Regions from separate parts of the Arabidopsis thaliana genome. Here region 2 is linked to region 1. The links are chromatin contacts, called in public capture Hi-C maps. All regions are on one chromosome and are shown on one strand. The core of a region is the stretch at or near the end of the contact, and the rest is flanking DNA. Distances in the headings are between cores, read along the strand shown.

Region 1 (6,161 bases), core at 1,320-3,819:
TGACATATCTCACAACTCTCTCACCGGGCCGCTTCCAAAAACAATGAACTCGCTTTCAAATCTCCGACAACTCGATCTTAGCTACAACAAGCTCACCGGAGCCATCCCAAAGCTTCCGAAAAACCTCATCGATTTAGCTTTAAAGGCGAATACTTTATCAGGACCCATCTCAAAAGACTCATTCACCGAGTCAACTCAGCTCGAAATCGTCGAAATCGCTGAGAACTCATTCACCGGAACACTCGGAGCTTGGTTCTTCCTACTTGAATCAATCCAACAAGTCGATCTAGCGAACAACACTCTCACAGGCATCGAAGTCCTCCCTCCAAACCTCGCCGGAGAAAACAACCTCGTAGCTGTAGAGCTAGGATTCAACCAAATCAGAGGAAACGCTCCGGCGAGTTTCGCGGCGTATCCAAGACTTTCTTCACTATCTATGAGATACAACGTGCTTCACGGTGTTATACCGTCGGAATACGAACGGAGCAAGACATTAAGACGGCTTTACTTAGACGGGAACTTCTTGACGGGAAAACCTCCGGCGAGATTTGTGAGAACAGACGCAGAAGTAATGGGAAGTTTGGGGAATAATTGTCTACAGGGATGTCCAGGGAAAGCTAAGATGTGTGCTCCATCGCAGAAACCATTTTACATTTGTAAGCAAGCTTATGGTGGAAAACCAAAGTCTTAGTTTTGTCGGTGTCGGTGACTTTTTGTGTCAGTGATTTTGTAAAATAATGCTTTTAGTCATGAGTTTACTCTATAGTCTTGGAGAAATACTAATATCTATATTCATCGAGATCTTCGTATGTACACAAATAAATTTACAAAAATTGGAACGGAACTTATAGTATTTATTTTGTTGTATTGTGTGTTTTTATATATTTATTGAGATTTAAATTAGATAGTATACTAAAGTTTGGAATGGTTACGGTGGTCTAACTGGATAGAACCGTCAATAGATTGGATTGCTTTTTATTTATTATTCGTAAATTATATATAGTATATAGTGGTGCGGACCTAAAAAAATAAAAGAAAATTGTTGCGGACCGACTTTAAACTAATTTGTAGCGATTTGTTTTCACTCCAAATATAGTATAGATTCGACTGTTGACGGATTAGTCCGCACTAACCACAACATCCATTCAAAACCTAATTGCGGTCCAGTCTATATTATTTTTGGGACATGCAACAAACTGCTACGAATTTAGTTTAAAGACGGTTCGCAGTTAGTTCGCAGCGGTTTTCTTTTATTTTTTTGGATCTGCACCATTACGAACTATAGTTTGTGAATGGTAAATAAAAAACAATCTGATCTGTAGACAGTTTTGTATGCTTGGACAGGTAGAACCATTTAAAATCTAAATGAGTTGTGGATGAAAGCAAAATATAAATCAATGCCTATAAAATGACAGAAATTTAAACTTCACTGATTATTCTAATGCAACATCATATAATAAACTAACTGAAACTGTATTAATAAAATGAAATATTGAATTTCTTAATCAAACATATGTGTATTTTAAACTATCCAGTTCTAGTGGACCAGGCAGTATTGAGAATCTCTAAACAAGTTTTTGTACCATATGAATATTATTAATTAATCGATAGATGTCTAAAAACAAAGTGATTTTGTATAAACCAAGTCTTCCTCTGACATCGACCCTCTTGAGATTCTCTGATTTTGGCGAAAAAACAAACTATTTTGGCTCCTTCAAAGCAAAACAAAAATAATAATTATAGGTATTCTTTGATTTTTTTAGCCATATATTATATCATCATAAGAAGTATTTTACTAACATTATTATGATGATAGACTAACTACAACATAAGCAATTACAATAGATAGCTTCCATGTACATGCAGAACCGTCCGTTATAGCTTCCATGACTACGTGAAACGATTTTGCTTTTGTTTTGTCGGCCATTATATTATTTTGATGAAGCACAAAAGGGCAATTACGCAAAAGGTTCAGTAAGGATTACATTAAAAGAACAGTCCAAACCCAATTAAATCACACTTAAAAAGATAATTAATAAACACGCAGATGATTTAGTGGCTGATACGTGTTTTCTACACGCCACGCGAAACCACTGCCTGTTCGCCGGCCACCGCTAGATTCCGATGAACCGCCACCAATCAGCCATTGGGCGATACGGATCGATTAAGAGGAAAACTACTTCAAAATTCACCGAAAAACACCAACTCCCGAGGAAGCTCCACTACTGACCACACCCAAATTGATGTGGCCTAATCTTTGCTCTAACATCACGAGCAAAAGGAAGTTACGAAGATATGACTTCTCGAACAGATTGGAGAGATCGAAACGGATCTTGAAGATAGTCGGAAACATCGACGGATGCATGAAAAAGAGACTGTTTTCGTTAGAGCAAGAGACTAGACCGGACTTGGCCGGTAAATAGATTCTGACTAAAGGCCAGAAATTAATCCCGTACATAGACGAGAGTATATACAACTCCAGACCGATCCAAAAAATCAAAACTCGATGGGCATTAGCTTCTCCTTTCTAAAAAATATAGATAGATAAGAAAGGAACAATCATTTTTTAGCAATCATATTTTAATTTCGGAATAGCGAAAATAGTCTTTTCTCTAAAAAGTAGAAGTGAGAGAAATGAACTTCTGCTTGTGAAATTATTCTAAAATATCCGATAAACATTTTATCAATAATTTGTAAGAATTGCAAATTTAAAAAATCGAACCCCAAATGGCCCAAACCTAGCATAAATAAATAAATCTTTGATCTTTGGACGAGGAGACTTCTACTTGTCTGCCTTCTTCAATCATAATTTTATGGTGCTTATATATCTTGCGACTTAACCATCGTCTATACTCTATAGCTTAAATTAAATAAGCATCAATATCAATAAACACGAAACTGAATCATTAAATCATATGTTAGTCTTCGTTCAAATGGCGACAACACTATAGCTGAATCACTTTTGAATGGAATAAATTATTAATATTAAAAATGATTAGATTAACGGTAAAGATGATGATTTTTTTTTTCTAGAATAATGATTTAATATCAGAAAAAGGTTTAAAATTGAATGATTTTTGCATAATAAACACTAAAACTAGATTTTAACCCGCGGTATACCGCGGGATGATTTATTTTTTAAAAGTAATATCTATTAAAACTTGCAAATTTTATTTTTATATAATATTTATATTTTACAGTTTATAATTGTTATTAAGTAACGCTATACCACGAATTCATGAGACAATTGTTAAAAAACTGAAGTTTAACCCCTATTAAAACAGCATATTAATAATATTTTAAAATTTTATAAATATTGATTCAAATACATCCACCATATAACCCAATTCCAAAATAAAACCCGTTCTATAATTTCTTTATCCGTCCCGTATTTTTTTTTTAAAGTAGTAATTTTTAAAATTTAAGAATTATTTATTATATATAAAAGTTTTGCAAATTGTATCATTCTCTAACACATTTATATTTTATAGTTTAATTTTATATATAGTAACATTATACATACCACATAACATCTTTGGTTTTATATAATCTTTTCTAAATTAGGATGATTTGATATGTTTAATATTAGTGGTCTTAAAAAATAATAAATTAAAGATTTAACCCGTATTCAAACGGTGGATTAATTTTATATATTTTTTATTAATGTTGATTCAAAAACCCGTCTCTCCAAATCCGTTTTGCCAAAAAGCCATTTATTTTATTAATACTAATTTTATTTATGATATGACTCTGAATTATAATATGAACATTTTAGCTAATAACATAGGAGTGCACCATATTTATTTAATAGGAGAATGTACCATATAACCCGAATGCACTTTTATCCAAATCCACCAAAAAAGTCTTGCAAGAATACTATAAAGATAAGAAACGATAGTCGGTTTTGATAGGTATAAGATTAGCAAATATATTAGGTAGCTTACATTAGTTAAAGAATACAAATTGAAAAGGTCTATTACACTTTATTCGAATATAATATCAAAACTTATATAATACAAAGATTTGATAATTTTTTAATTGTTGAATACTTTTCTTTTTGTGCTAATTTTTATGTGATTAAGATTTAATTGATTTCGTATATAAAATATTAAATTGTTTTACGAACTTATTTGTTTATGGGAGATTTGCAAAACTACCCTTTTTTAACTACCCTTTTGCAACAATACCCTTTTATATTGTTCATTTTTAAAAATATCCCTTCTATTGAACAGAATGACCAAATTACCCTCATCTAATAAGAACATGTAATTGGAAACTGAAAGTTTCCCGCCAAAAATTTATTTTTCCCGCCAAAAAAAAAATTCCGCCAAACTTTTTTTCCCGCCAAAACAAAAAAAATTCCCGTCAAAAAAAAAAATTTCTGCCAAAATTTTTTCTCGTAAAATTTTTTTCCCAGCCAAAAAAATGCTTTTAAAAATCCTTGTAAATTTTTTAAAAACACTTTTAAAAATCCTTGTAAATTTTTTAAAAACACTTTTAAAAAACCTTGTAAAGTTTTTTAAAAGCTTTGCTAGTTGCTAAAAACTCTTGTAAATCATTTTAAAATCTCTTAAAATCTTTATAAAATCTTTAAAAATATAGGTAAATACTTTAAAACCCCTTTTTAAACCTTTGTAAATCATTTTAAAACTTTTTACAATAGTTTTACAAGATTTACAATCGTTTTTTAAGCATAAGTAAGTGGCATTGAATGATTTACAAGGGATTTTAAAAGCTTATAAAAGGGTAAAACATGGTTTACAATCGTTTTTAAAGCATAAGTAAGTGACATAGAATGATTTACAAGGATTTTTAAAAAGGGTTAGCATGATTTACAATGTTTTTTAAGCATAAGTAAGTGACATTAGAATGATTTACAAGGGATTTTAAAAGCTTATAAAAGGGTAAAACATGATTTACAATCGTTTTTAAAGCATAAGTAAGTGGCATAGAATGATTTACAAGGGATTTTAAAAGTGTTTGTATGGTTTACAATTGTTTTAAAGCATAAGTAAGTGGCATTGAATGATTTACAAGGGATTTTAAAAGGGGTTACTTGATTTACAATCGTTTTTAAAACATAAGTAAGTGTCAAAGAATGATTTACAAGGGATTTTAAAAAAGGTTTGCATGGTTTACAATCGTTTTTAAAGGATAAGTAAGTGGTATAGAATGATTTACAAGGATTTTAAAAGCTTATAAAATGGTAAAACATGATTTACAAGAGTTTTTAAAGAGTTTTAAAAGGATTTACAAGGATTTTAAACCTTTGTAAAACATTTACAATTCTTTTTGATCCATTTTAAAACTCTTGTGAACCTTTACAAAAGGTTTTATAAAGATTTACAAGAGTTTTTAAAGAGTTTTTTTATAATTTCTTTTAAAATCTGTTAAAAACTCTTGTACATTTCTTAAAACCCTTTAAAAATCTCTTGTAAATCTTTTAAAACACTTTAAAACCCTTTAAAAATCTTTAAAAAACTCTTGTAAGTCTTTTAAAGCCCTTTAAAATCCCATGTAAATCTTTTAAAACTCTTTTAAAATCCCTTGTAAATCTTTTAAACCCTTTTAAAATCTCTTGTAAATCTTTTAAAACCCTTTTAAAACCCTTTTAAAATCCCTTGTAAATCTATTTCCCGTCAAAAAAAAAATTTTACGGGAAAAATGTTTTCGAATTTTTTTTTTTGGCGGGAAACTTTTTTTCGAATTTTTTTGGTGGGAAAATTTTGGCGGAAAAATATTTTTGAAAAAAAAATTTGACGGGAACTTTTTTTTCCGAAAATTTTTGGCAGGAAAATTTTAGCGGAAAATTATGTTTTGGAATATATTAGGCGAAAAAGTATTAATATTTCATTTTTGTTAACCTAAATCAATTTACAAATAGAAGTAAAATGGTCATTAAAAATTTAAATAGGGTATAAATGAAAATGGTAAATAGAAAAGGGTAGAATTGAAAAAGGGTAGTGTGAAAAAGGCATTAGAAAGAATTTTTCTTTGTTTATAATTTGGTAACAAATAGATATTTGAATATTCAGTATATTTTGCTTCAGTTTAGGTTATCATTGATGATCCGTCTTTAGATCCAATAAGCCCTAAAATTAAGAGATGAATATTTTCGTTAAATGATTTTGGTAACCTTAATGACGTCATTAAAGGATTTT
Region 2 (6,161 bases), core at 1,652-4,151, 77 kb before region 1:
TTTTGTTCTCTGATTGTAAATTGGGTATTAACGATTTGCCTAATTTTGTTTATGAGATTGATTGGGATGTGATTTTGATTGATGGGCCTCGTGGGTATGCTTCTGATTCTCCGGGAAGGATGGCTCCGATCTTTACTTCTGCGGTTTTAGCAAAAAGTAAAGATTTTGGGACGAAGACGAAGAAGACTGATGTTCTTGTACATGAGTTTGGGAGAAAGATTGAGAGAGTGTACAGTGAGGAGTTTCTATGTGAAGAGAATTTGATTGAAGTGGTCGGAGATTTAGGGCATTTTGTTGTGGCGGCGGCGGAGGAAAGAGAGAGTTATGGTGATGGGTTTTGTCGGAATTCGACGAGATTGTCGGAGAGTTTTACGGCGGTGAGTGGTGGCGATGAAGAAAAAGTTGGTGTTGATGATGAGTGAAAAGTGGGTTTGGTTTTTTACTTTTGGTGGCTCTTTTGTAATTAAATTTAGCTTTTGAGGTCTTCTTTTTTTTTGTTTTTGTTTAGTCTTTTACTTCATTTGGTTTTTGAATTTAGGAGAACGGTTACACTTGAAAGTTAATATGTAACTAAATTCCAAAAAAAAACAAATGTTACTCTATTGATGAAAAAAGCATCAAAAAACTTGTGATGAAATTTATGGCCGTATTAAATTGGGTAAGTAATTGAGAATGTAGTAGACCAACTTTTGGATTTATATATGTCTGGATTTGTAAATTTTTGAAAATATTACCTCCCTAGTTTAATTACCATTAAATGTTAGTTTCAACTAAGGGTTGGCATTCCGGTTTCGGATCGGATATTTTAAATTTTTAGATTTAGAGGTATAGAACCCGTTCGAGTAATTCTTGATTTCGGGTTCGGATTGGGTTTGGATTATACGAAGTTCTCAATAATCAAATATTATACCCAAATCGATCCAGACTACTCGAAAATACACAAGATATTTAAAACGTTGAACACTTTTTACCCAAATTTATTTAAAAAATGTATTAAATATCTAAAAATATTTTATTGATATGTTCGGATATCGGTTTGGATCGGATTCGGGTTCTGGTTTTCGTGTTTTGAAGTATAGAATCCGTTTGTATATTTTAAAATTTCAGGTTCGAATTCCGATCAGGTTTTTCGGATCGGATTCGGATCGGGTGCTTGGGTTCGGATATTATGTGGAACCTCTCAACTTCCTTTTTTACCTTTCCTATTAACCAATTCTAAACCCAAAACCTTCAAATCTCGGTTTGGTTTGGTTCAAGAAAACGATTTTGTTTTTAATACCATGCCTAATATTTACTATCTACTTTCATTCCTGAGATTTTTGGCAGTACAAAATAACATTTGTTTTGGCTATGTAATTACATTTTTTTGGGGACAAAATTCTTACTTTTATATTGGAATAATTTGTTTTAAAATGGTCTAAAAATGTGTCGGTGGTGACAGAAGTCCCTGGGAAAGCGGGACTTATCTCGCAATGTGGCTTCCCCTTTTCCAGCTCTATCACATACATTTAGCACTTCCAATTTTGTTTAACTTTAATTTCTAGAAACACTAAAAAACATATTTATTTGGTTCGTCCCATACACAGTTACTAGTGACAACTAATCATGTTTCGATTTATAAATACGATGTCTGAGTAGAGTTGAGTTCCATTTATGTTTTCCGGTGATATGAACAAAATTGAATGCCACTCGTTGGTGGTGGATCCATATATATACTATTATTATTGGAACACAATTTGAAGCATTGTTATACAAACGACCTAAAAACTACTATGAAGTTGAGTTAAAGAGCCAAAAAGTAAAGAATAAATATCAATAAACAAATTGGAAAACTGCCACACAAATAGGTCTTTTGCAAAGAAAAAATTAGAAGAGATTTTTGTTTATAGTATTACTCAGTATTAAAGAAAGCGGGTTAGACGGCCGTTTAGGCGTCCCGTAGGTAATAGGCGCCTTTGTACCGTTTCGACCTTTTTGAAATCGGTTTTGTCAAGTAAATTTGATGGATTATACGGATATTAAGCGGATCAGATGTTCATTTGGTGGATTTAGGCGGGGTAGGCGCATCTAAATATATTTAATATTTTAAAATTTTTTAAAAAATATATTTAAAATTGTGTTTAAAGATACCTATATTTTTATTATTTTATTTTACTTTAGTTTAAAATGTTAAATTTAAATGTAGTTTCAAAACTTTGATAATTTTTAGTTTTTTACAACAAATTTTCATCATTTTGTGTAGTAAAATATAATTATGTATTGTTTTATTCTAAAACCGCTTAAAATCGCCTAAATTTTGACTAAACGTTTTAGACACTAAACGGAGAGTCATTACCTATTTAGCGGCTAGCGCTTTCTCGAACAACTATAAAAATTTCGGGACCGATAGATGTTCGTGAGGCTAGTAGTTCGCTTCTGTTAACCGTTACCCTTCTTTAGTATACTTTTTTTCTTCTTTTTCTCTAGTATACTATATATTTTTTAATTACTCACGGTGCAATCGACGACAAACACCTTATATAATAAAAAAGTATATCAAAATTAAATATTTTATGTGTGTTAAAGTTATGATTCATAACTTATGAACAAGGTGATATCAAAATGGCCTTTTATCAAGGAAGTGCTACGGAGACCTCTAACTAAAGTAACGTATAAGTTTTGAGTATTATTATTGAGGGCATGGAAACGCGTGCAGATAAGAACCCAAGAACCTTCTTCAAGAATATACTGTTGGATCCGATGTCTCCGACGAGGCTCGTGGCTCAAGAACGGAGCTCAAGTCTTAAAGGTTAGTCTAGGTGCCACTAGCTTTCTTTATCACGTGCTGCACGTGAATAGTTTGCATATGTAACGAAGTAACGAACCAAAGAGAGAGGAGCTGAGAAAGTGAGTGAGAGAGATAGGTGTCGGTGACAGTGATAGTGGGGGTTCATTTTTTATGCCCTGTGCTCTTGAATGTAGTAGATGATAATTCGTCTACGTAAGATATGTATTATGGGCCTTCTATGGCCTACTAGGTTTCTTTCAAGTTGTAATGATTTGTTTCTTGGGTATGACACGAGTTGAACGATTTAGCGGTACATACATATGAGGAACAAACCTATAAGCTATAATCCCTATGATAAGTGCTTAACCATGATTGAACCATGGTCAAAGAGAAAAGAAGAATTGATAAGTGCGTTCCTTAGATTTAGGAGATCAAGCTCCACGTCTCCATATTCCCACTTTGTTAATTGTGTTCCTTGTTTCTAGGATTAGTTATCGTTCCCCTTTGCTTTCCTTTGTGTACTTAAAAGACTTCCAAGTCACGAGGAGGAATTAGACTTGAAATTTGACAAAACAGAGTTTATCTCTTTGGTGAAAATTTATTTTTAAATTATCATGCTATCACCCTAATATACACGATATATTATCTTCTTCTTTAAGAACATAACAACCAAAAGGGAATACTATAGAGAATTTGGGCCTCACAAATATTTAAGTGAAAGAAAAAATGTAGTTTCGTAAAGATAGAGTGTTTCAGTTTTGCGATGCCAAATTACCCTATTTTGTTGAGAGGCGTGTAGCAAACTGTTCCATTGCAGAGTCATCATTGAGATTTTGAAAACTTCTCGACATTGGTGTCGTTAACGCGACATTTTTTTCTCATGCTCCTCTCTTTTGCAATTTTGAACTTGAGAAAAAGCTATATAATAAGATGTCGATGAATTATAAATAGAGACTTATGTTACGAGATTGACACATTCACTTCTTGACATAAAAGAGAGTAAACACACAAACACGAGAAGTATAGGTAAAAGATGTTGCAAATGCATTACATAAAAGATATTGCAACAAAAATATATACACCCATTCCACAATTTTATTTTTGTTGATATCTGCACTTTGATCGGGGCTTTTATAATAGAGATAAGTTGGAAAGTAGACACTTTTTCTACAAATAATTTGCAAAATAGGTAGTTTTTTTAAACATATGAGAAATAGACACTTTTCTCTTTCCTCTCTAATACAACTTTTTGCCTAATAGAGATTTTAGTAAATGACTTATATAACCTTTTGTTATTTTGTTATGTAGTAAGATAAAGATAAAACTCAAATCAAATCTTACTTTTTATTTTTACTTTATTTGATGATATTTCTTCATAAAAATTTACCACATAATCATATTAGTTCTTAAAAATTTTATGTGAATCTAAAAAGTCTAATTTTGCTATATTTCAAAAATATGTAGCATTTTTTATTTAATCTCAGTCGACGGTGTACGTGATATTGTTAAAATTGGTGTACTAATGGTAGTATACAACAATAACGTAAAAATTAATATATAATTACTGATGTAGAAAATGATACACTGAATATAACAGTATACAAAATGATGTACATAGATGATGAAAATATGGTGTATATAATCTTACACCTTTAAAAATCTATGAGACAGTGTACTAACATTGGTGTACGAGATGATGTACACCACTAATTGAAATAATGATTTATACATTCTCTATAAGTGTACACCAAGTTTTGTACACTTTGTCTACCAATCTTGTATGTTATCATTTAAAAGTTGTATATATCATTCTATCCACCAATCGTCATAATAATTTCAATCATTTTGTACACCATTAAGAGTAACTTAATTATGTACACCATCATGTACACCATTATATTGAATAATAATATTTGGTTTATACAATCATTATGTTTGTAAAATATTAAAAACAATATTACTTATATTAATAAGTATAAGAGAAGTCGGTGATGATTTATGAAATATCGGTGTACACACTTGTACACCAACGAATAATGGTTAGTGTACAAAACGATGTTTTAAATGTTTGTGCATTATAATGATGATAGATAAATACTCTAAAAGTCAATGTAATTTTTTTTTAAAAAGAATATATATTTTTTAATATTTAAGAAAACTAAAATAAAAAAAAATAAAAAGATAAAGACAAACAAAATAAAGTAAAAATGGTTTCTCATATAATTTTTATTTACTCTCAAGATAAAGGGTATTTTAGTATTTGATATGTATTTTGTCTTTTAGTCTATTAGACAAATTCTCTATCTCACAAAAAACAAAAAAAGTGTCTATCTCTCTAATTTTAAAAAAAATTACCTACTTTACAAATTATTTTTGAAAAAGTGTCTACTTTGCCAATAAACCCTTTATAATATTGGGTACATTTTGGGCCATAAATTTTTAAAGAGCACATTATGATTAGGCTTATGAGGTTAGGCAGTTTTTGGCAAATGAAAAGACGATATTGCCCCTAAATTTTCACTCCATCTTCTCCGACGAACTCAACATCTTTATCACCATACAATTCCAATAAACCCAATAAAATCAGTTAAAAGCTTTTTGATGGGAGAAAGCTAAACCCTAAGGGGAAACTATATAGGGAACCCAAAGATTCTAATCTTATATAATTAGAATCAATTAAAAATTTCAATTGTTTCTTATTCCTCTTTTAAAATAAAGCGAGAGATGATGGAATTATGATTCAGATCCAGCAATTCAAATTCAAAGAAGCTATGGAGAATTACCACCTTCATCGTCGAGGAAGAAGATTGGCCAATCATAGTCCATAGATCTGAACTTTGTAAGGCGATGGAGAAGTAATGGACATCAATGGCGAGTTTAGAGGCAGTAGATTCTATGCCGAGAGAGAGAGAGAGAGAGAGAGAGAGAGAGAGAGAGAGAGAGAGAGAGAGAGAGAGAGAGAGAGAGAGAGAGGTACTACAAGGAGATGAAACTCAATTAAATTGAAGGGTAAAACAATCATCATATAACGTAGAAGTACCTAAATTTGTAAGTACAGTGAGATGTTCCTATATCCATAAAGGCGTACACTTTAATGTACCGATCTCGTAATTAATCCCACTTTTCTCTAAGAAACTATGGAAGGGAATAACTCGTTGCAAGTGATGAGTTTAATGTGATAGTTGGAACATCTTAATTGCATTGTTACCCTTCTTTATATTTTAAATCCCGAAAAAATATTGGTAATGGTTTTTTAAAAAAATTGTGCGGGTTTATTTAATCAAAGCATTTGAAACGGATTGTGTTAAAATGATAATTTTTTTGTTATTAAATCATAAAATTTAAAAAATTCTTCTAAAGTCTAGTGTTATAGAAAGAATGATTTTGGAAAGAC

Evidence for each region. Capture Hi-C pulls out chosen DNA fragments and counts their contacts.
Region 2: a capture Hi-C map of root shows a contact between it and region 1, with 3 times the contacts expected there. The contact joins the promoter of AT2G06445 here to the promoter of AT2G15318 in region 1. A contact is called at or near these places in 2 of 26 Hi-C or Micro-C datasets (both in root) and 2 of 3 other capture datasets (root and seedling).

The regions. Positions count from the first base shown.
Region 1 is chr2:6,661,057-6,667,217 of TAIR10.1, reverse strand. It overlaps AT2G15318, which reads right to left and starts at 2,569. Exons shown (of 1, transcript NM_001335449.1): 1 at 1,862-2,569. The coding sequence starts at 2,458. The coding sequence ends at 2,189. AT2G06405 (a long non-coding RNA gene) reads left to right here and starts at 1,833. Exons shown (of 1, transcript NR_140141.1): 1 at 1,833-2,148. It overlaps AT2G15320 (Leucine-rich repeat (LRR) family protein), which reads left to right. Exons shown (of 1, transcript NM_127092.2): 1 at 1-932. The coding sequence ends at 691.
Region 2 is chr2:6,738,053-6,744,213 of TAIR10.1, reverse strand. It overlaps AT2G06445 (a long non-coding RNA gene), which reads right to left and starts at 2,901. Exons shown (of 1, transcript NR_140144.1): 1 at 2,659-2,901. AT2G15440 (polysaccharide biosynthesis protein (DUF579)) reads left to right here. Exons shown (of 1, transcript NM_127104.3): 1 at 1-686. The coding sequence ends at 422.